Regions from separate parts of the Cricetulus griseus genome. Here region 2 is linked to region 1. Evidence: chromatin contacts called from public Hi-C data. All regions are on one chromosome and are shown on one strand. Each heading gives the region's core, a stretch centred on a gene start, on an enhancer-like site or on the middle of the called end of the contact. The rest is flanking DNA. Distances are from core to core; before and after follow the strand shown. Region 1 overlaps Wdr75 (WD repeat-containing protein 75). Region 2 holds the start of Slc40a1 (solute carrier family 40 member 1).

Region 1 (5,857 bases), core at 1,194-3,693:
CACAATTTTGTAAACATAACCAGACTTCATTGAGTTGTTCATTTTACATGTGTGAGTGAGGAGTTACAGCTCAGTATACTTGGTATTTAGTATTGATTAAAATATAGGCTATTTGTGCTAAAATGACACAATGCTACTGGCTGGGTGGCTTATACTTTGTCTTGAGTGGTAGAGGCTGAGAAATTCAACCAAAAAGAATCACATCTGGTGTGTGAATTAATCAGTCAGATCTGGCAAATAATCTTGGTGTCAAATTTAAAAGTAATAGCAGCAAAGCCTCTTGACTTTTGAAATCTTTTCCTATCTTCAAACTAAAGATGAGGGTATACATGTAAATTACAGTCAGCTGTGTCATATCGATTAGAAACAATACCTACCAGAAAAAAAAATGTTCCTCTGTGATTCCACAGAAACCTGGTGATAAGTGTACACCCCCCAACAGCTGTAAGGCCTGACACAAATAGAGTTTTACACTATGAGTTTCTTTAAAAGCCTGGCCAGAAGCTGGAGAGTTGGATCAGTGATTTAGACCACTTCTTTTTCTTGCAGAGGACCAGGGTTTGATTTCTCATATCCTTATGATAGCCCATGATCATGGGTGACTAGTTCCAGGCACCAGAAGCCCTGATCTGACTTTGTTGGGCACCAAGAAGTCAGTGGTACACATATATACATGCAAGGAAAACATTCATACACATAAAGTTAAAATCTAATCAAACACAAATAAACTTAACCAGACTGACATGAGAGGCTGAGAGAAGAATCTCAAGTCCAATGTTAGTCTACGCAACTTATCAAGACTCTAAACAAACAAGCAAATAAACAAAAGACCTTTAATATTTTGTCTTAATAAAATAACTTTAAACTATGTTTTGAAAATTAACAGTAAAAAATTAAGTACAACAGTCAGTGTGCTGTGCCTCAGCCAGCAGCTCGAGTCTTGGCCTACAGAGCAGCTAGCCAGCTGTAGTCTACTTTTCGGAACTTCCTCAGCTCTTTCTCTTCAGATTTTGACAGCTGATGTATAACATCTTCCCCCAAATCCGTGGTATTTGTTTCCTGGGCTTTTTCAGTAAAATCCTTTTCTTCATCTGAACTGTCACTTTCTTCTTTTTCCTCCATATCTACATCATCAGGAATTTCTTCAGTACTTTGACAATAACAGAATAAAATGTAAACACCGTTAGACACTTCCAAATAATAACTTTAAGACACCCACACTGAAATACACATAGAAAGGTAACACAACTGAAAACATTGTGGTGAGTGTCCTTATGGAGCATGGGCCATAAAAGAGCAAGTGAACTTAGAAAACATGTAATTCTCACCACAGCTTTAAGCACATGCAAAGTATCTTTCTCAGTTTGTCACAAGTATATTTAATAATCTTATGTCATTAGCTACATTTCAAAGCTAAGATACAAATACAGTGGACGACATTCCCCAACCAATAGGAAAGATGAACCATTTGGAACTCTTACCTTTTAGTCTCTTTAGACAGCAGCAGTGAGTTTATAAATAGGGAGCACAGGAAAGAAGCTGATGGCAGTACGTGGGCTGGGGTGTGAAGCAGCTAGAGGCACATGGAAAGGAAGGGTTTATTAAAAGATCGTCTTCTCATCCAGGGTTACTTTACTTCCTAATACCCTTTATTCTAAGTGCCAAGGCAAACACAAAAGGCTTCCCTGGAGAGAAACCAAACCAAAGGAAAATCCTTCCTACTTCCCACACCTGTGCAACCCTCTCCTCACCCAGGTCCAGGAGAGAATCACCCCACTAAGGGACTGTGCTTGTCTGGACGGAGGACGAATCAAATGCTACTTGAGACAGGTGCTTGCTGTACCCACTGCCTCCCATGGCCTTGTGTACTGATCACTCACCTCGTTAATTGCAGGTATGTTCTCTGTTAAGGGGAGTTGTATCAGTTCATTCTCTGACGTTTCATTTAACCTTGAATCCTGCTGTTGCCTGTGTTTTCCCAATATCAAAGAAAATGGGGTTGTCGGCAGACTTTCCTCTGCCAGCAGCTGTATGGATGAAAGAGAAAAGGAAATTATTTCAGTAAAAAGGAGGACTTCTTTGACTTAACAGCTAAATGCCACTGAATTGTAAATGGCTCTGGTGAAAGTTTAGAAATTATTCTCAGTTAATTTCATGCCACAGACAAGGCAGCAGTTGACTTTCTATATGGGAAAGCTAACCACAGATGCTGATGTGAGAACCATGCGTCCTTGCTGGGGCTTATAAAGACCACAGTGGGCATATGCTCACAAGGGCAGAGAATGGGGAAAGGCCCCATGGTGACATGCTAGGATGAAATCTTAGTAGAGCCAAGAAAGCAATATTCTAAGACAGCAGCCCAGGGCAGCTGAGCGTGTGTGGGAGAAGGAGCAGGCACCTCCTGAGTCAGTTCCCTATTCCAACTCTCCAGGGAGCTCCACAGTGAATGCTGAGTAGGGACTCAGTAAGGCCTTTCTTGACTTCCTATTTAAAACTGCAAGACATGTCTCACTCCCATCCCTCCATCTCCAACCCTGCTGCACGTCTCTGCATTGTCTGAAGCACTCCACATTGACTGACTTATCGCTTTTGGTTTAGCATCTGTATCTTCCCAGTAACTATAAATACCACTTTTTTGTTGTTGTTGTTGTAGTTGTTGTTTTTGTTTTTCGAGACAGGGTTTCTCTGTGTAGCTTTGGAGCCTATCCTAACACTCGCTCTGTAGACCAGGCTGGCCTCGAACTCACAGAGCTCCGCCTGCCTCTGCCTCCCAAGTGCTGGGATTAAAGGTGTGTGCCACCAACACCCAGCTAATTATCACATCTTTACAGACAAAGCTGTTTTGCTAACATGTTCCAACTGTCTACAATATAATAGTCCGTGGTATATAGATGGTGTTCAACAAACAAAAATTTGTGAATAAATTCAATGAGTTTTCAGAAGAAATTAAGCAAGCTATTGATAAACAATCAAAGACAAAGAATGGCACGGGGTATTTAGCAACATCAGAAGCTAAATGATCTTAGGCCACTACCTTCAAAGTGTGAGAAAATGGTTTTCAGCTTACATTTATTCACAACTAATCAATCAAGTCAGAGAGAATAAAGAATACTGCCCAAACTGCAAGATCCTAAACCACACATACATTATTGTCTTCACCAAAGCAAAGCAGTGACCAAAGAAAGAGCAGTTCTACAGGATCTAATGTCCTAGAGGTGACACGGATCCCCAGAATGAAGAACACAGGTTCTAGGATGACCACTGTGTAGTAGACTCAGAGAGCAACTAGTTCAGACTGAAGTAAGGTATAGGTTTTCCATGATTTGAAAGAATACCCAGGTGTCTGAAAATTCTGAAAGAATTAAGTTAATTTGCATAAATGCTAGAGTAGAATTAAATAAGAACAAAACAAAACAATAAGCAAATTAAAAAAAAAAAAAAAGGAGACAATCATTAATTCCAGGAGGGGGAAAAGTTGATCACAGAAAGAGTGTGTGTGCACGGCCTGGCTATGAATATACTTATATGTGAAGACAATACAAACTTTCAGCTTCAAGAACTTCAATAAATTCAACAGATAGCTAAATCCATAATCTATAATTTAAACAGGCTCTTAGAGATATGAAGTCCAAGCAAGTAAACAAAACTTTAACCACAGTCACAGGAAGTTTCTGTGACGATGGTGATCTTGAAATCCCTTAAAGTTCATAGGGTGTTGGTCGTTTTGAGAAAACAGTATAGATAACAAAATCCAAGACCCTTAGTGGAGTAGGTTGGGATGTCATTTCAATATAAGCTCAGAACATCACATACACTCATCTACTCTGGCATGTTCCACCCCAACCCAATATTTTTGATCTACCAATTGGTTATTCAGTCAATTCCATTTCAAAAATTAGACATGGCAGGCTAAATGACTGATGATTTAAAACAAAGATTATTCTTCTAGTAGTCTAACTTTAAAAGGGCAGTGTAATGTCAAATCAGTTTACAGGTATGCAATTTAAAATTCCTTCTTACAGCCCAGCTAGTCACTTTCATTGCAGCTGAATTCTAAAAGCTAACTTTCTTTAGGAAGACATTGAAGCACACACACAGTAGCAAATGCCTACCTGTTTGCTTGTTGGTGTGAGTTTCTCTTCTGGAGACTTCGTACTAAATGTTAATAAACTCTGAAAAGAGAAGCCAATTAATGGAGCAAAATGAACATTATGAGGTACAACTTAAATAAGATGTGACACAAGGTCCTAAAATGTCAAAGTTTCATTTTGATATACACATCAGCTCACAGAAAAGCTATAAAAGATTTAATTTGGTTGGAAAGGTTCTGCTAAGAGTTATAAGACTATGTTATGAGAGGCATGTAAGACCTTCTAACAAAATAAAAGCCACCAGCTTCTTCCATAGCAAATCAAATCATAAAATTAGGGGAAAATGCTAATAAATGCAACTTAAAGTAATTTTGTGCTTTTCTCATGTCACAGAGGTAACACAAAGCCTCACAGTTGTGGGGTAAAGTGCTAGGACAACCACATCCATAGCACTGCTGTATATTTGACCAGCTCTTTTGGGAAATAAAACATTTAATGAAAGAGTTCTACATAGATACAAATTTTCTAAAATGGCGTCTATAACCTGCTCACACTTTTGGAGGAAGTCAATTACCTGTGATTTTGTTAGGAAGTAAAACTGGGACCTGTTCAGCCACTGGTAAGCTTCTGAGGTGAATGACCCAGGGACATCTCGAGGGACAAACACTCCCCACTGGACTTCCTCTCTGGAGACATTCTTTTGAATATACAATGGCCTTGGCTCACTAGGTTTAAATACAAACACTAAAGGGGAAAACAGAAAGATGATGGCATTTTACCTGTGGAAGTTGGTTCTAACCTCAGGCTGATGGACCACACTCAACCTATACCCTGCCCACCAGGTAAATGGCCCTACTTAGCACTGTTTCAAATCTGTTGTTTCCATTTAATCTGCCTACTATGCACCAAACAGGGTAGGAATGAGGACTAGGATCTGAAAAAGAAAAGGAATTCTGTTCCAGAGACCAGGGGCATCTGTAGAAGAGTGTGACACCAGAATAATGCCCAAACATTGGTCTTAAGCATCAGAAAAGACATGCAGACATTGTTTCAGAAGCAGAAGAAGTCCAGTTAGACAGCCAAAGGGAGATTTTGAAGACTGAGTGTGAACTGGTCTGTGGAAAATTCAGGGATATAACAGAACACTCCTAGCACTAAGTGTGAAAGCATACATTATAGGTGTTGGGTAGGAGAGGTGGGGCAGGGCCCCAGGCAAACAGCTGCAGATGAATTTCTGGTTCAAAGTGAGCGTGCTTGAGCTTATACTAAAGACATTAAAAAGAAAACCTAGGAAACAGGCCTCATGCTCTCAGAGCATGGTTAGTACTTACGATCCGAGCCTTCCGCAGACTGAGAAACTGCAGCAACATGGTCTGAGTAGGGGTCGGGTTCCAAAACGCTAACATTCAGTTTTGCACTCCACTGCACTGTGGGAAAACAACACACTTCTGAGAACAGCTTCACTCAAAGCTCTAAGTCTTACAATGGGTGTTCTTTCCTGGACAGTCTAGTCCCTTACTCTTATATGGAAGGAGTTTACGATTCTGTAACAACAAACACACACTGACATTCCCTGGGGAGGCTTGAAGTGTGCAGGAGAAAGCAGAGCTGCACAACCAATTTCAGATCCTTCCACACATTGTGGCATGAATAATAAAAACCCAGAGACACATATTGTGGTTCAAGCTAAATATCAGAAAAGCAAAGTAACCAGCCACTAGAGAGTTCTCACCTCTATTTCAGACTGAAAGGGCAATCCTGTCTCC
Region 2 (5,857 bases), core at 1,035-3,534, 140 kb before region 1:
TGGGAACTGACAAGCCTTTGAAATAAATAGCTCAACAGTGACATATGCCTATCATTCTGTCACTAGAGAGGATGAAGCAGGAGGATTGTGAGTTCAAAGCTGGTATGAGTAACTTAGATTCCATCTCATAAATCAAATGTTGAAAATGAATTGAGAAATAGTCTTTTGGGTACCTATTTTTTTTGTTTTTGAAAACTAGTTTAAAACATGCATGGATCTTTCAGTTATGATTAAGTTGACAAGAAAGCTATATATTCTGTTCTGAGAGGAAAAAGTTCATTTTGGATGAAATTTTACTTTTCAACCAGCAAATGCTTCTTTGGAAGGAGGAAGAGCCAGTGATGTCTTGTGACCGAACCTTTGTAATCTGGAATGTCAAGGTCAGGAAACTCTGTCACTTTGTGTATTACAAGTGTTTTGTGAGTTTTTATTCCGTTTTCTTTTTTAACTCCTTCCATGTTGTGAGCTCCAACAACACACTCTAATTATTCATTCTTGCTGACTTGGACAGAATTTTAAATCCTGGTCAACCCTCAAGCGCCATACTGCTTTTGCTCTCCTTGCTTATTTTCTTTCCTATTTGCTTCATTGCAGGTTCCCGTCTGGCCTGCTCGACACTCCCTTCGATTTTTCTTTTTTTGGCTCTGGGAACTCCTTGGTGACAATGGGGAACAGAAGTTCCATGTTACACTTTGAAGCACACAGCAACTGAGCTGTTTCTGGGAGTCTGCAGTAAATAGTCTTTTTAACTGACTGAAAGTTAAGCTGCCTGGAGGTTGGGGACAACTCTACACCCACCCTTAAGGCACACAGCAATTATTGTAAAGGACACAGAGTTCCCTGTTATTGGCACTCAGTGGCATATGTGCAAGGAATCAGGGTAGCTTGTATTTTCCTTGAAGATCAACAACATTAAAAAAAAAAAAAAAGAAAATAGCCACAATTTGCTAGATGTCCCCTTCCTAAGTGCCTCATGTAAACATACTTTAGGTTTACTTCAAAAGACATTTGGATATACTACCCCATTTTACAATTTCAGGAGACATAGCCAAACCTCTGAGTGAGGAGAAAGAACTTAAAAGTTTTGTGTGAGAGGAAAGAGAGGGAGTTTGCAAAGGACAAAAAGCTGTTATGAGCAGTAAACTGTGAACCCCCTATCTCTACTCCGCAGACCTAGTCCCAACGAATCCAAAAGCACTCCGCCCGCAAAGACCTTTGGGGCTTCTGATAGAGAGTCCAGATACAAGGCCTGCGCTCCTGAGTGGCTCTCTTCATTAGCAGGTGCCATTCTGCCAGTGCTCCAAGTGTGCAAGCTGGTTGGAGTTTCAATGTTGAGGATCACTCTTGAAGTGTTGACGAGATTGACAAAGGTAAGGTAAGTGACAGGCTGGCACGAGGAGCAGGTATGCTCTGGGGATGTTTAACTGAGGTTACTCGAGGCTTACACCGGGTGCATTTTGCTGTAGTTATAGTTATCCATTCCTTCAGGAGGCTACCAAATGGCTTTATCCATATTGGGCTAGACCCAGAGTCGAAACTGGGACAACCGGTATTCCTGGTAACCTCCTGTCAGATTCTGTGGAGAAGGCAGGAGGCAGGTTGAGAGCACAGAGGGAAAGCACCGTGAAGGGTGCTGTCTCCTGGTGGCGCCTGCAGGACAGATGGCAGCCCCCGGGTCTGGGCTGGGAGCCCTGAGTTCACTGACTGGCTTGCTGGAGGGCTGCACTCTGATCTTTGAGTCCCCTTCCTGCGCTTTGATTCCGCTGCTTTGAGAGAAGTCCCTCTCTACCGTCCGGGGAAGAAGGAAAACATTGTGCGCCGCAGGCAGGCCGGACGTGGAGGCCAGGAAGGCTGCCTCTGTGACACGACTTGTATTTACTTAGCTACCTGCATTCCGAAATGTAGCTGGGGGTGGGAGACTCCTTTTTTATTTTCTGCTGCAGCTCCCGCTGAGCTTTGCCTAGAGACTGTCTGGCAATCGGGTGGCCAGAGAAAAGCGCTTTCCTCTAGCACCTGCCAAACGACTCTTTGTGCAAAACGTCTCCAGGGTGTCCCCCTCGGGGGTCCACGCACGGTCCCCATCCCACAGTGCGGGACGCCTGATCCCTTCTCGGGTATCTGCTGTGATGGCACAGCCAATGCGCCCTCCTGGGCAGGCGGCGGGAGCGCTGCTCGCCGGACCCGGGTGTCCCGCTGGGAGGGGCGTCCCCAGCGCTCGCGAGCTCCGCCCCCGGCTGCCTATAAGTGGCAGCCCGGCCCACGGCGCGCGGCGGCGGCGGCGGCGGCGGCTGTGGCGGCTGTGGCGGCGGCGGCGGCGAGAGCAAGCTCAGGGTCTCCGGCGGCCCGTGGATCCTCCAACCCGCTTCCATAAGGCTTTGACTTTCCAACTTCAGCTACAGTGTTAGCTAAGTTTGGAAAGAAGACAGAAAGAGACCCCGGTGGCAGCTTTGCTGTTGTTCTTTGCTTTAGTTGTCCTTTGGGGTATTGTGGCGCAAGGCTGTTTGTTGTGCTTTTAGCGGTGCTGTCTCCGGTTCCTCGCACTCCTGTGAACAAGCCCCTGGGCAAGAGCAGCTACAGCAACCAACATCAGAACAAGCAAGGGGAGAGTGCCTGGTGTCATGACCAAGGCAAGAGACCAGAGCCGCCGGGAAGGATGCTGCGGTGAGTTGTGTAATCAAATGCATCAAGTGGTGGGATGGCAGGTGGGACCGGGACGCATTTCCGTTAGGGTTGACTTCTGGTTTGATGGAGTCTCAAGAAGAATGTAAATTCAAAGTTTGAGTAAAAGGGCTTGCAGATAGGCAAGGGTAGAGTAAGCTGAGCAGTGTGGAATTCCTTGCATTAGAAAACAAAAACAAACCCCACCAAAGTTAAAGAATGTTGAAACAAGAGTTTCTTCACTGTGCATGAAATTGGGCGGTTATTGACCAAGAGGCCACGCTGAACCTAAGTCGATGGTATGAAGTAAACTGAATGCATCAATCTTCAGGTGACCTGATAAAAATCACACAGAATTGTGACCCCAAACAAATTCTAACCTGAGCGCACTGGTGTGATTAAACATGTTTTTAGTTTACTCTCTCTGGCTTTTGTAGGATCCTTAACAAACTACCTGACCTCGGCAAAATTCCTTCTCTACCTTGGGCACTCTCTCTCCACTTGGGTAAGTGAGCATAGTTGCACAAGTTCTTGCTTACCTTCATTGGAGACGGTTGTATTAGGTGAAATTCCAGTTTTGTCATTCAGCCAAGGAAATACAATGTTCTTAGACACATGTTTCAACAGAAATATTTTTTCCAAAGAGATTTCCCATGGGTGTTAGTAGATGTTACTTAATGGTGAAATTCTAATACTTTTCAGAGATTGACAACTGTCCAAAACAAGATTGACAAGGACAGGGAAACTTGAATAATCACTAGGGCTGGTAAATTCCAATTCCTATACTGGAAAGGTATCTCAAGGCCTTCTTTTCTTCACACTTAAGAAACTTATCTGGGTGGTGGAGAGCTGGCTCAACAGTTAAGAGCACTAACTGCTCTTCCAGAGGACCCGGGTTCAATTCCCAGCAACAACATTGAAGCTCACAATTGCCTAGAGCTCTAATTTCAGGGGATCTGCACCTTCATAAAAATACATGTAGGCAAAATGCCAAATGCACATAAAATAAAAAATAAATAAATCTTTAAAAAGAAGAAGAGAAACTTATCTGTTTTCTTGTTAAAGTCTGGCTCCAGCATGCATCATTATGAAAACAGAATAGAATACTGGCATAAGTATACCTAACCCAAATCAAATACCTAAATGATAAAAATGCTGACCTTCAAAGTTGTTATTTGTGGCTACTTGATTTGTGGGTAGTGAAAGCTGTGTTAAAAACCACCACCCAGTGAAAATTAGTGATGGATTTACAATTCTCCCATTGGCTTCCTATGTGGCTTTGGGAGAATCCCACTGTTTCTGCTGGTCTGGATTCCTTTATCAATTCCCAAAAAATACTCAAAAGAGAGCTGGGTGTGTTCAATGGATGACTATTGGCTATTAGAAACTTGAAGGTTAAACAATTGTTCTTACTGCTTAAAAGCTGTAACTCTAAACATATTCTTTGCATTGTAAATAAGGAAAAGGAATTTCAAGAGTATTTTGAAGGGCTAATTTCTTTTTATTGACTTATCTGTAAGACATGACTGGAAACCATCATATGAGGAAGTCTATGCCCTATGCCCTTGGAATTATTAAGTTGGGTTGATGGCTCTCAGAAATCGCAGTCACAGATAACTTCTTAGAGACGCTAACTCCTGTGTTTCTGAATGCTTACACAGCAATGACTCTGCAAATATATGTGTAAACAAAGTGGAACTGGCTCAAGTTAGTTTTAGCTGATGGGTATAAGAAAAAGAAAACAGTGAAGAGCCCTCTATAAATCTATACCAATAGTTTGTTCTTTCAATAATACTAAGCATTGAAAGGACCAGTGATGGGAGAATGTCTGGAGTCCCCTGAGAGAACCAGGGTGCCTCTTTTCTAAACACTGATTAACTTCAAGACTCATGTGACCTTTTGGGTGTCAGACTGGCCAGAAACACGAGAGTCACTATGGGGATTCCAGGGGATTTTTTGGCTAGGTGTCAGGATGGCCGAGTGGTCTAAGGCACTAGACTCAAGTCTGGTAGTGGATCAGTACTTATCCCTAGCACACGAATGGACTTTGGGAGCCCATTCCACATAGAGGGATACTCTCTCAGCCTAAACACATGGAGGTGGGCCTAGGCCCTGCTCCAAATGATAAGACAGACTCTGAAGATCCCCCATGGAAGGCTTCACCCTCCCTGGGGAGCAGAAGGGGATAGGATAGGGGGTTAGTGGGGGCCAGGGGAGGGAGGGGGAGTTGGGATTGACATTTAAAACAATCTTGTTTCTAATTTAAATAAAAAATTCAAAAAAGAAAAAGACTTTTGTCAAGAAAATTAAAAGCAAGTTTCTAAAGAAAGGTGAAAGATGCTTCTAACTTTATAGTAAATTGAGGAAATGGACAAGTCCTTGAGAGAAAGAAAGATGAAAAGTAACCAGTAACAGCAACAACTGAGGCCATAGATGGGTTAGTGTTTAGGCCTACCTGCAAAGGGAATACAAAAGGGGAATGCTCCAAGTAGGTAATTTTGTTTTGTCTTTTGTGATCATGGATGGAAGGATGGATGGATGGATGGATGGATGGATGGATGGATGGATGGATTTACTTGCCAACACAGCTGAATTATAATTCCTTTGACATTGGATATAGGGCATTTGGGCAGAAGGTTCTCTGAGGTTAGGTTTGTGTGGATTTGAATGTTTTTTTTTTTTTTAATTTGACTTCATTTCATGCTACCATTGGAGTACAAAATAGGTAAGAAGTAGACACTTTTGTTTAGGAGTTTATAATACAATTTAGTAAGCACTTTAGAAAAGAAACCACAAAAATAGCAGTGTAAAGCAGTGAAAAAGAGGGGCTGGTTGCTTCTACTTTATGCTGTTTCCATTTAAGCCCAGGTGGTCTGCACTTGGCAGGGGCTTACTTCTGTGCTCATAGAGGCCTTGGTCATAATGTAGAGTGTCACCTGCCAGCCCCTCCTATCTTCCTTTTCTTCATAGCATTTGCTGCCACTTATCCTATGCTAGGTTTGCCTTCAACTCTGTACCCTGGAATGCTGACAACACAAAAAAATACCCTGTGTGTTTTGTGCACTGATGAAGCTGTGATGCCCCCAGTAGCGTTGGGCACGCATCAGAAACCATTCCATAGGCATTTATTAAGTAGATTAACGACTGTGGTTACTTATTCTCAGATCTAGCGTGGGCCGATAGGCATGTAAACAAATAT

What was found. Hi-C and Micro-C count contacts between places; a contact is called where the count stands out from the background.
Region 2: a contact with region 1 is called in a Hi-C map of liver, with 2.3 times the contacts expected there. The contact joins the promoter of Slc40a1 here to the enhancer-like site in region 1. A contact is called at or near these places in 3 of 8 Hi-C or Micro-C datasets (the CHO-K1 cell line, fibroblasts and liver).

The regions. Positions count from the first base shown.
Region 1 is chr2:402,317,952-402,323,808 of CriGri-PICRH-1.0, reverse strand. It overlaps Wdr75 (WD repeat-containing protein 75), which reads right to left. Exons shown (of 21, transcript XM_027396820.2): 16 at 5,423-5,518; 17 at 4,666-4,835; 18 at 4,113-4,172; 19 at 1,881-2,027; 20 at 1,482-1,573; 21 at 816-1,150. The coding sequence ends at 946. Among named protein-coding and RNA genes, the nearest start is that of Wdr75, 22 kb to the right of the region's middle. Within about 2 kb of position 2,443, at least 1 of the 6 cell types and tissues checked has open chromatin away from gene starts, as enhancers often do.
Region 2 is chr2:402,453,633-402,459,489 of CriGri-PICRH-1.0, reverse strand. Slc40a1 (solute carrier family 40 member 1) reads left to right here and starts at 2,284. Exons shown (of 8, transcript XM_027396821.2): 1 at 2,284-2,661; 2 at 3,096-3,163. The coding sequence starts at 2,619. LOC113831448 (a long non-coding RNA gene) reads left to right here. Exons shown (of 7, transcript XR_003481475.2): 7 at 1-929.